2 separate regions of the Mus musculus genome follow, and region 1 is linked to region 2. The links are chromatin contacts, called in public promoter capture Hi-C maps. All regions are on one chromosome and are shown on one strand. The core of a region is the stretch at or near the end of the contact, and the rest is flanking DNA. Distances in the headings are between cores, read along the strand shown. Region 1 holds the start of Adam32 (a disintegrin and metallopeptidase domain 32). Region 2 holds the start of Fgfr1 (fibroblast growth factor receptor 1).

Region 1 (6,219 bases), core at 3,719-6,218, 570 kb before region 2:
GCCAGCAAGCCCCAGAATTCCCTCCATCTCAGAACCTCTCCCCCTAAGCCGCACCCCAGCACGGGCGTCACAGGTGCCGGTAGCAGCATCTGGATCTCTCTTAACATAAGTACTGAGGGGCTGACCCAGACCCTCAAGCTTGCAGAGGAAGCACGCTTAGGTACTGACCATTTTCCTAATCCTTTAGCAAGAATTTTTACAGAAGACCGTAGGAGAATTCTATGATGACTTTAAATTAAAAAAATTTGAAAAAAGCAATGGAACTATAAAAAATGGCCCAGGAGGAAGAACTGATAAATCAACATGAAAAGAAAAGAACAAACAGGAAGAAGGACCCAAAGGAAGATACAGAAAGGCAGAGGATCCAAAGGCCTTGAGTAGTTTTATATATTAGCTGAATTAAAGAATACAGCATCTTCTGAAAAAAAGACATAAAGTAAGTCATATTTGTCTCACATATCTAATATAATTTTCACAATAAAGCTAAGGCCTGTATGAGGGAGTTGAATGTGCTTACCTACTTATAATCTTAATTTAAAAATTCTAAGTAAAATATTAATAAGTTTGACTTTAATCGATATATCAAAATGTTAAAGCTTGGCCAAGAAGAATTTATCCCAAGAATTCCTACAGCAGTTTAAAGTGAGGGGAAAAAAAAGTACTCCTCCAATCTATCATACACAAAAAAGTGCTAAAAGTGCAGACAAAGAAAAGGAAACCATGCTTTTAATGCTCTTCCCAGATAAACATTAGATTCCAGCACGATAGACCCCTGGGCTTGATTCTTTTAGATGACCACATGGTAACCAAACACTTGGACAGGCAAGATGGTTCAACAGGCAAAGGTGCTTCCAGGCCCTGCCCTGACCCACATAAAGGTGGAAGGAGAGAACCAACTCCGCAATGTTGTCTTCTCACATTGTCCCTGCATGTGCCATGGCACCCACACCCCGACCCCTTTGGGATGATAAGCTAAAAAAAAAAAAGATGTTTCAACTAGGAACTGTATCGTCACGAAGATGCTCTGTCTGTATAAGAGACGTCTGCTCAGTGGAAGCCCTTACTGACGGCACTAGTAAAGGTAGGAGCTAAAGCAGTTATACCTCGGTCACACCTACTGGTTACGGATCTGCCTCAGCCTGGAACTGAGGAACTAGGACATGTATAGAAGATGGTACGATAATCCACAATAACAACAAAAGAGGATCATGAGCAGAAGGACAGTGAGCAAGCATAAAACCAACGTATTGCTTCATTAGTGCCAGTAATGAACAATTTTCTTTAAAGGATCCCATTCATGAAAGTGACCAACCAAAAAACAAACAAACAAACAACAACAACCTGTGCCAAGACCTAAGAATAAGAAAATTAAGAAACGTACAGAGAAAATTATGGACTCTAGAAGACCCTCTGAACAAGGATAAGCAATGTTCTTACACCTAAATTCTTCTTAATTAAAATTTTCAGATAGGCTTAACACAACCCAAATGCAAACTCTGGGGATTTTTAATAAAATGTGCTATACACATAGCATGTGGTCCATCCACATAGTAGAGTGTTCAACAGTGAACGAAATCATATTGACACACCACAGTGGAGCCATCTTGGCAGTGTGCCACACACCAGTGTTGGAGAAGCCCCTGCTTCAGGTTTACCAACAACAGGGGCTGAGGAGAGTCACACAGAGTCCTGTCACAGGCAGGAATCTCAAAAATCTAAGTACAGAGAGGAAGCAGAAACTAGGCTGGTGTGTCCTTCGGCTGCGGTGAGAGCAAGATAGGCAGATGTTTTGTCAGTATGTATAAAATGTTTAATTACCCTGGAGGAAGAATTTTAAGAAGTCTACTGTAACATTGCTGCTACAGTAAATAGCAACATATGTTCTCTAAAACATTTTTTAAAAACAGAATTAGAATTATTTTAATATAATAAAATAATAAAGAGTACAAAAGAAAACTTATACTCTCAAAGAGAAAGATAAAGCCAAGCGACTGAGAAGAAAGGGCAAAGGCTAAGAGGACAAATGTCCTTCATAAAGCAGATCTGGACTGGGGAGATGGCTCAGTGAAAACACCCATCATCCATTGCACAAGAATAAGGACCTGAGTTCTAATCTCCAGAAGCCAACTAAAGATGGGTATGGGAAGACACACCTGCAATTCCAGTGATCCTTCATAGACCAGATTTGGAGACGATCTCCAGAGGTCCCAGAGCCAGCTAGCCTGGCTTATGAAGAGTAAAAAACAGGGAACATCTTTAAATAAAATGGAAGGAAAGAACTGACATCTGAGGTTTCTGTCCTTTGATCATGCACACACTACACGCACATGCACACACTACACACACATGCACACATACACACACTGCATACATATACAGACTATACACACATATACACATACATATAATACACATACTATACACACACTATACACAAATGCACACTACACACACATGCACACATACACAATATACAAACATGCACACATATACTACACATACATGCATACACTAGACACATACATACACACACACACACCATACATATACACCCATATAAAAAGGTTAAAAATAAAGCACACTTGATAAAAGGTGATTACCTAAAACATACAAAGTTTTTTTTTAAATAGTGGCACACAATACAAATTTTAAAATTGAGGAATAACTTGAAAAAAGAAACTAAAGAGAAAGTAAGCCTATGAAAAGATTTCCACACAGAGCTGAAGAGATGGATGAATGTCAAAGGCTAGGCTCAGAGCCAAATGTCCAGATCTCAACAGCTTGTGCCGTTAGGAGATTGTAAATTAAAACAATGAGGCATCGCTGTGTCCTCTTATCATCGTAGTGACACCAGGTAGCCATTGAAGTCATGGAAACTGTGTTCACACACAACCTGAGCAAGCATGTGGATGGTGGCTGTCTTCACCACTATTAAAAAGGCCGTGTGGTGCATGATCCCAATTATACAACTGGAGAAAGCAGACCACAAATGGTAGTCATTTAGGGATGGTGGGGTGAGTGAGGGAGCACGGAGGATTCTCGGGTCAGTGAGACTACTCTGCATGGTACTGAAGGGATGGGCATCTCTGGGCAGAACACAGAACATACGGAACCCAAGTGCAATCGGGTCTATCCCTGGAACGGATGCATCTCTGCAACATCAGCTGTTGACCCTCATGGGAGGATAGAGAGCAGGCGCTATATACAAACACTGGTTACTGCTCAGTTTTGCTATGAATCTGAAACTACCTTGAAATGTGAACTCTGATGATTTTTCTTTCAAAAAAAAAAAAAAAGTTTGAGGAACTGGAGAAATGGCTTAGAGGTTAAGAGCATTGGCTGTTTGTTCTTCCAGAGGACCAGGGTTCAATTCCCAGTATCCACAGGGTGGCTCACTACTGCCTGTGACCCCAGTTCTAGAGAACCTTCTCTGATTCACCCTCTTTTGACCTCTAAGCACACCAGGCCCACAAGTGGTACACAGACTTGTAGGCAGGCAAAATACCCATATACGGAAAATAAAGTTTAAATTTTTAAAAAAATCTTTTAAAAGCTGTTGGCAATTTTTTGTATTTCCCACAGTTTTAAAAATTAAAGATAATAGATTAAAATATTAAAATATGCATACATAAAATAATCAAAATTCAATATTTATATCCAATTGAATTTCATGAAGTTTGCTGGTATATACATATCTATATCTATGTAGATATAGATATAGATATCGAGAGAGAGATTTAGTATATATTAAATAAAAAGGCAAGGGAGTTGGGGTGGACAGATTAGAGGGAGGAAATGGAAAAGAATTAGTGATATATTTTAATTAAAAATAAAGAATAGTAAAGCTTGCTGGTGTGTTTTTGTTTTGTTTTGTTTGTTGTTGTTTTGTTTTGTTTTTCGAGTCAGGGTTTCTCTGTATAGCCCTGGCTGTCCTGGAACTCACTTTGTAGACCAGGCAGACCTGGAACTCAGAAGTCCACCTGCCTCTGCCTCCCGAGTGCTGGGATTAAAGTCGTGCGCCACCACGCCCGGCGCTGGTGTGTTTCGGCGCTGGTATGTTTTTGAATTCTACGTTGCAACTATTCTTTTTCCGTTTGTCCAGTGTGAGTGTAGTAAGCAGAGAGCTCACAACTACTTGAAAAGGCTTCTAAAGTTCTCCTTCTTGCACTTCTACTCAAGCCTGCAGCACAAGACTGGAAGCAGTAGCTACACAACCTAGTTGTCCTTTATTGAAGCACAGGTTCAGGAGATCCACAAAATGCAAAGCGACGCCAACTTTCTACTCCCCCCCCCCCCCCAAGAACGGTTCTTAGTTTTGAAGCGTGTTAACACCTAAAGGATATGAGGCTGATATTTTAGATGTTGCTATACATTCTTTATTCTTTACTTCTAATAAACCAGGAAGAGAACACTCAGAGCCCCAACCATGCCTTCTTCACCTTTCAAAAGATGCATTCCACAGCTTCAACAAATTAGCAGACCTCAGAGCTAGAGGCAAGCGTTGGACTGGCACCTGCTGGACAGTTGGACTCACAACAGCTTGATCATTGCCTGTCAAGTAGCCGAGCCCTACTTGATTCCAAAACTTAAGCAAGATTCTGCCCCTTCCCAGCTTCCACGCACCGCTGCATTTTCTCTGAGCCTGGGGGTTTGTGGCTTAATGTCTTTTCTTTCCTATTTCTAGAAGAACTATTATTGCATGTACATCGTGTTAGTAAAGTTATCTTGTGGAAACTGGGTATTTGTTTTTTTAGTTTAAGTGGTTTCCAGAAGCTGTTGGGAAGTGTTCTTTTGGGGTCCATTTTTTGAGCTTTATGATGTGCACGACAGACCTACAAGAAAAGTGCCCCCAATCTCAGAGAACCCGCCTTGCGGAGCGCTCACCGGGTCCTGATGCCAGCAAGGCCCCCAGCTCGGCCAGCAGCAGCAGCAGCAGTGTGTGCAGCATGGCGCCCAGCATGGCGTCTCCTGGAGTACCTAGACAGTTGTAAAGCCGTTGCGCGGGGCTGTGGGGCACGTGCCAGGGGCCACCGTGGGCCACGTCCTTGGAGCGCCCTAACCCCCTACCCCGCCTCCATCCTCCCCCTCCACCACCTACCCCAGCTCTAACAGAGCCAGGCTGCTTCGCAATGAAACCCGCATGCGCAGTACTGGAGAGGCTGCGAGGGCGCTCAGGTCAAAAAAGTACACACATACGTTTATACTCTTTCTAAGGCTAAACTACGACTGCATTTTAAGATGCGTGGACAAATTTTTCAAGAAAGCCTAAACTGATTTTCTTCCTTGGGGTCTACATTTCCACAGGCACACTGCTCCCATGGACCGCCAGGCTTCCTTCCAACCTGGTTCTCCGTGGCACTTCAGTTAAAATTCATATACCTTCCTTTTTTAGGAGCTTACCAGAATGGTTAATTTATACAGCAATGGCAGATCCTTGACATAAGAACCTACATTTTAGCCTTTGTCCTAGCTGGAATGGCAGCGCCCTAGTCACATGCTTCTTAAGTCAAGAGTCCTGTCAGTAAACTACTTTCTCCTTAGTATTTCTGAGGGCTTGTGGCCTTCAACACCGCCATATTTCTCACTAGGGCTGGTTCACCAGTGTTAGTACACACCCAACTGCTAAAGTACTTGAGTATCCTGAAAAAAAAAAAAAAATGAACAGTCTATCTTTTAATGTGTTTTCCTTAAGTGCAGTCACATTTGCCAAAAGCCCTAACACTGAAATTAAGAAGAACCCAAATAGTTATGTATTTATAAAGAGGACGACAAAACAAGAATTTCAAGTATTTTATTTGTTGTAAATGTTTTTATTTTAATATGTATATATACACAAACAATATTATTTTAAAAAACTAATGAAATTCAGTTAATATACCTATTATTAAACTTCTTTATGAAAGATTATGAAAAAATTTAAATGTTTAAAATTTTAGTGTCAATATCATTCCTTTCAAAGTACAAATTCATTTTAATACAGCTGAGAGAGTAATCCCAGAGACCAGTATAATTCTGTAGTTATCTAAGGAAACCACTGCTTCCTTCCTTTCTCCAGCCTAATGTTTACGAAAATATTAGTCAAAAGAGACAGGACCCAGCACACCTTAGTAAATGTAAACATTCTAGAGGACTTCACATCAAGCTTTGAAATTCAGAGTTTAGAGTTAAAGTGCTCATGAATTCTCAAGTGGTTTGGTAACACCTCAACTGTTGGAAGTA
Region 2 (6,199 bases), core at 2,689-5,188:
CAGTTGATTCCTGAGTTAACAGCCCGGAGAGAGCCTGGCTCTATAGAAGTCCTGTCTTCCTGCTAGAACCTGCGAGGCAGAGGGAAGGCTCTGCAGACGTGTTCCTAAACAAAGAAGGCAGCCGGGGCTTTGGGGAAAGCTCCGTTTCCCCCACTTGTATTCAGCACCGCTCCCCTCCTCCCACCGATCCCAGAGGCAGCAGTCCCCTGGTTATCTCTGGTTCTGGAGCGCAGGGGCCTTTGTCCCCCTCTCTGCCGACCCACCGGCAAGGCGATGGGCCAACAAACCTTTCCTGAACTTGCTAGCTCTTTGTTATCTCAGAGGGAAGATTACGTTTCCCGGTAAAGAGACAACTGCTAGGCGCCCTCCTTGCAGACCCAGGGCCCCGCCGCGGTCGCCCCACCCTGTGGCCTGCGGCGTCCTCCGAACTGCCCCGGGGACTAGTTCCTGCAGAGCCGCAGCCCCTCTTGGAGCCGGGAGGGAGTGCCACGGCCCTGGAGGTCTGCTGCAAGGCGGGGGAAAGCAGGCTCCCTGGCTGGATCTGCGATCTATCTCCTCTGGGTCTGTCACCTTCCCCAGTCCAGCCTCTCTAGCTGTTTCCCGGAGAGCAGGTGGATAGCTAGCCGAGTTGGCTACTCTTATCTCCACTTCCCTGACACTGAAGAGGAATCTTAACACTGTCAAACTCTGCGCCTCGACACCTAATAGGCACTTGGGTCTTCTTTCCTGGTTACAGCAAGGACACATTCTTCAACTCGTACTGTCTACCCGTTCTTTAGAAAGAAAGAAAAATGTAAAAAGGCTAGATTATAACGTTATTATAATATTTATTTAATAAATTTAATTATACACAACACACACACAGAGAGAGAGAGAGAGAGAGAGAGAGAGAGAGAGAGAGAGAGAGAGAGAGAGAGAGATCTAGGCATGCACATATGCATATCACCAAGTCACATACCCAGCCCAGTGCTGTATTAAAATCCTCTTGTTTTAGAAGGGCCTGGGAGTACAGGCCTGAATCTCTGCTTTGTGAAAGGTTGATGTCGAAGTTTGATGCTCACCTGACTGCCTAGTAAGATCGTGTCTCTAAATAAATAAAGATTTTTTTTTTTTTGTCAGAAGAACTGCTGAGATGAAGTGTAATGCTCCCGTCCTTAGGAACAGTGGACAAATGTAGTTGGCCCTGGGTAGTCAGTTCTGCATTTTCCATGACTCCCCTTCCCCACAATTACCCAAGTGGTAAGGTTTCTTTCTCTGGTAATGTAAGGATCTATGATTTGTCAAAGAATAATACTCCATACTCTGGACTCAAATAGTATGTAAACGTAAAGAGTGTTTTATTCTGTAGTAGTCTAGTATGTTGGGGTCATGGGAGCATGACCAAGATAGACAACCAAGTGAGCTTGCAGGCCTGATTTAAAGTACATCAGGGCATTCCAGGGGTAGGTGACCTTTATCTTGTTCTATCTCTAGGGACATTCCATTACCAGGCCTTGGGGGCTGGCAGTGTTGTTGGGGAGATCTGGAAACTGTTGTTGACTGATTGTCCTTGCCTCAGACCAGCTTCTGAGGCCTAGACTTGCCTGGACTTACCCAGTTCTTAAAAACAGAGATGCAGGCCTCGTCTCCTGAACTGTCAATGGAAAGCCTGTCATAGAGTCAGCCTAGCCTTCTCAATAACCCAGGTTTCTCACATGCAGCTGTTCCCCAAACAACAGATCTATAGATGTCAGGAAAACTCTTGAGACAGATGAGATAGATTCGGGACCACTGTCTTAGAACAGTTCTGCAGCTTGCTGGAGAGAACCCACAAAATAAAAAAGACAGCTAGTAAAACTATGCTAAATATCAAATCAGTAGATACAGTGGGAGGCAGAAACACCTCCAGGTGGCTGGGCCGAGGCAGAGAAGGCTGTTTGGTAGCTTCTATGAAAGAATAATTGGGACCAGACTAAAAGCCAAGGGACTGAACAGGGCAAGGATATTGCTATGTGGGTAATAACTCTTAAATATTAGCTGGTGTTCATTTATTCCACAGAGTCATTTCTGGTTTTTATTTTATTTTTTTGTTCAAAAATACTTCCTGAATATTTACTTCCTAGGCACTCAATAAATGTATTCTCTCTTTACCCCTCCTCCAAATCTGAACCCAGATCATTTTGTATATGCTAAGCACACTCAGCTAAACATTAAGCTTTGGTGGGTGTGGTGGTGTCTTACAAACTGTTGTCTCAGGAGGCAAGAGGCAAAAGGTGGGAGAGTCCTTGAGTCTGAGGCTACCCTGGGCTACAGCATAAGACTATCTCTAAAAGCAAAGACAAAACAAACAAACAAAAACCAACCCAATAAACCAATAATACACCAATAAACTCATCAATAGCCCTTCTTCTTTTTCCTCCACCCTTTACTGGAGATAAACAAATGTGATAATATCTCCGTAGCTTCCCATTTTTTCACCTGGTGGTCACATAGAAAACTGTCTTAGAAACTCTTAGTCTTCAATGTGGAGGGAAGAGTTGGATTGTTTGGTATTCAAGCTGTCATGGCTTGCTCTGTGGAAGCGGAATAGAACAGTCCCCCTCATGATGGCTTTCACATGTGTGACCCTTTTGGCACACTTACATTCATTCAGTCTGCTTCTCATGGGGGAGACCCATAGAGGGACTAGATCTTATCAGATTCGTGACATGCCCAAAGTCTTTGAGTGGTGGAATTCACACCTAGTGTGACATATTCCACCCTTCCAGTGGTCCCCAAGTAGACATCACATCACAGTCACCAGGAAAATTTGCAGAGCCCCCACCCCACTGCTATGCAGCAAACCAACAGGTACCAACCACCTAGTCAGGTCTAGAGTGTGCTGGAATCAAAGCACTGTCTTTGCCTTTGTCAAAGCTGCATCGCCAACCCCTGTGTTTGATTTGTTTGAGACAGGGTCTGTAAGCACAGGCTGTCGTCTCAGTCCCTATGTGGCCAACGGTGATCTTAAGTCTCTGACCCTCCAGGGCTAGGATTGCATATGTACATCATCATTTTAGACTGCTGGAAAGTGAGCTCCTGCAACGAGGCGAAGGCCCCACTGGCTGTCTCAGAATTGTTAGCATGCTTCATCAAAACATCGGGATTTCTCATGTCCAAGCAGGATCAAAAATTTTTATTTTTTAACAATCTCAATATGATTCACGTCCACTGGACTCATTGGATTAAAGAGCCACAGATTAACATCTCTGTGGAGGGACCTGGTGGGAAGGGCATTTCAGCGATTTTCTTTGAGGTTCATAGTATACTGTGGAGGCTCTGGTTTGACTCTGATTAATTCCTAAGGCAAACAAAACAAAACAAGCAAGCAAGTAAACAAACATCCCCCCCCATCCGAAAAAAAAAAAAAACAAAAACCCCTCCTCTCTTCGGTTGCTTCCTGAAAGCTGGTGATTTCTAAGGCTACCATGAACAGCACTGTAGAATTTGCAGGGTCCATTCCAGCGTGAACCACAAAACCTAAATTATGTGGCTGGGGAAAGTTGAGATCCAAGGAAAGGGTCTGAGGGGGAAAGTCAACCGATCCATCAATAAAAACAGTTCGTATATTGTAAGCTATGTGAGGGTCCTATTTATTCCTTTTAGAGACGGGAAAACCGAGATTTAGAGCACGAAAATCATACCCCAAGGCACAGAGATAACCAAAGACCAAGTTGCCCAGTGCAACCTCAAAATTATAGCCAGGCACCCGCCCCTCCCCACCCTCCACTCCTGTCCCCAAATCGCTGATCTACACACAGTCTGAAATTCGGGCGCCCTCCAGGCGAAAACTCAAGTTAGACCAGACTGTAGAGCAGTTCTGCTCGCTCCAGGCTTCTCCGGGGCTGCAGCTTGAGAACTACAAGGCCCAGCAGGCAACTGCAAGGGGAGGAGGAGGAGGTGGGACTAGCGCCGGGTGGGAGTGAGAGAGCGAGCCCTCGCGCCTCGCCGGCGCACAGCGCTCGGAGCGCTCCTGCGGGTACTTTGGCGGGGCTCTCCGCTGCGGGCGGCGCGGAACGGGAGCCGGAACCCTGGTGCAGCCGCTGCGTGCAGAGGACCCGGGCTGCGCAGGGAAGCGGGGCCGAGACGTCCGGACTGGACTGAGACTGTGCTTAGCGCATTGCGGCGACCTCGCCTTTCCCGGCCGCGAGCGCGCGCCGCAGCTGGAAAAGCAGCGGAGACCGAGGACTTTTCTCAGGTCCCAGGGGCGCACCACAGCCGTGCTGCAGTCAATGCACGCCGGAGCCCCAGGAGGGGTGATGGAACTCGGGCTGCCAGAAGCCTGAGACGCCGCCACCGCCGCCGCTGCGTACTGGAGAGCGGGGGGCGCACGATCTGGGGACCCCGGGCGGCGGACCCGAGCCCTCCCCCCCGCCCCGCCTCCGGGGCACCAGCTTCGGCTCCATTGTTCCCGCCCGGGCTGGAGGCGCCCGGCTCGGAGTGCCGCCGGGAGTCGTGCCTCGGCCGCGGAGCCCTCGAGACCCCATCAGGATCTGAACGGAGCCCGGAGACGAGCGGCGGGAGCGCAAGACACAGACACCCGCCGCGCCACGGCGAGCTCTCCAGAGGCGGGACCGCAGCGCCAAGTGAGGTAAGAGTCGCCGGCGCCCGCAGAGCCGGCTGGCTGGGCGTCCCGAGCGGCCCCCGCGCTTCGCCAGTCGCAGCCCGCGCCTCCCTCCTCCAATCCCCCACCCCACCCCCGACTCCGCTCCCTCCCCGGCGCCCCTGTCCCTCCTCCCTCGGCCAGTGTCGCTGCCCGCGCCCCCTCCCCGCGCGCTGGGCCCGCTGCTGCTGCCCGCTGCCTAACTTTTCCGCCAACTCGCGCTCCGGAGCTAGCGAGGAGGCTGCTGCGCTCCGAGTCCAGACCCCGACCCTCTTGGCCCAGGAGAAGGCGGCGGAAGCTGTGTGTTCCCTACTGGGGAGGAGGGCGGGAATGGGCCGGGAGATGGAGGGTGTGTGTGTGTGTGTGTGTGTGTGTACATCATCTATCTTTTGGTCCTCTTGCGGATTCACCCCGTTTCAGCCGGTGGCTTTAAGCTCAACACCCTACATCTGGGATCTTTTCAAGTGTTTTCCTACCTCCGGGCAAGTCTGGGGTCCAGGTTGGGGGGTTGAAGAGGAAAGGAAGTGGCGGGGAAGGCTAGCTTGTCTTGGAATAGGTTTGAAGGAGGTGTCGTCACCAAATGGCTGAATCGGCTTTAGCGGAGAGCGAGCAAAGATTCCCCCCCCTTTTGAGGGGTGATGGTGGTGGTGGTGGTAATGTTCTATTTTATCTTAGACCTAGAGGACTCTTGAAGGGGTCTGGAGAAGCGGGGGGTGGGGGGTCTCGGGGTCTGGATCGTTCTGGGAAGTGGAGGAAATGAGGAGAACTTGTCCGGTGCGGAGGAGCCCTCTTCTGCCCGCTTGTTGCTTCTCTGGCCCAGACCCCCTCTCCACACCTCCTGTGCCTCCTCTTGTAGTGTCTCCGGCGGGGTAAGACAACCTAGTACTCATATTTTTAGAGGAATTTACTGACTTTTTAAATATATAGATGGGGTTTGTAATAAACAGTTACCCACCCAGTGAGGCAGCTGGACACCTTGGGAGTGCAGGAGGGAGTTCTCTTTCTCTGGGCCTAGTAGAAGCTATTAACTCATTTGCAAAGCATTTCGACGGCGTTTTTCTCCCCCACCCCACCCCCCATTTCCCAGATGTAGCTGCCGCATCTGGTTCCGTTTCACCCTACACGGGTACACCGCAGCCACATTATTAAACATCCCTCTTCCTCCCCTCCCCCTCCTAAATTAAAACTGAGATTCTTTAGCACCACCGCCACCACCACCCCTTAACATTTCTTGAGACGTGGAGCAGAGGCTTTGGGATTGGAAGAGAAAAGCAAGTTATAGATCCCAAAGTGATTTTGGATTCCTTCACTCTCTTGCTGGTGGCCGACGATGGGGGGGGGGGGAGTGCGGGGGGGGGGCGGTGTTTAAGAATCTCTGGACCCTCTTGGGAGCCGCTTGCTTACTAGAGGTGGCCTTGGTCGGTGGGTCTGGGCCAAACTTGGCCCTGACGTGTCCTGGAACCAAGTATCGCCTCTCCCTTTAATTATAGTTGGAGCATCTGTCTCATGTGGACACCGCGGGCCCACCTATCGCCACGCGTCCAAGTCCATCTTGGGGGGGGGTGTTCCGTCCTCCAT

What was found. Promoter capture Hi-C pulls out the DNA fragments that hold promoters and counts their contacts.
Region 1: a promoter capture Hi-C map of neutrophils shows a contact between it and region 2, with 2.5 times the contacts expected there. The contact joins the promoter of Adam32 here to the promoter of Fgfr1 in region 2. A contact is called at or near these places in 3 of 39 promoter capture datasets (the C10 cell line, neutrophils and pre-B cells) and 2 of 9 other capture datasets (adipose tissue and liver).

Annotation. Positions count from the first base shown.
Region 1 is chr8:24,943,836-24,950,054 of GRCm38.p6, forward strand. Adam32 (a disintegrin and metallopeptidase domain 32) reads right to left here and starts at 4,969. Exons shown (of 22, transcript NM_153397.2): 1 at 4,885-4,969. The coding sequence starts at 4,960. Adam9 (a disintegrin and metallopeptidase domain 9 (meltrin gamma)) reads right to left here. Exons shown (of 22, transcript NM_001270996.1): 22 at 5,776-6,219.
Region 2 is chr8:25,514,821-25,521,019 of GRCm38.p6, forward strand. It overlaps Fgfr1 (fibroblast growth factor receptor 1), which reads left to right and starts at 3,939. Exons shown (of 18, transcript NM_010206.3): 1 at 3,939-4,609. Gm31288 (a long non-coding RNA gene) reads right to left here. Exons shown (of 3, transcript XR_003947368.1): 3 at 4,868-6,199. RefSeq lists promoters at 3,104-4,078, 3,864-4,078.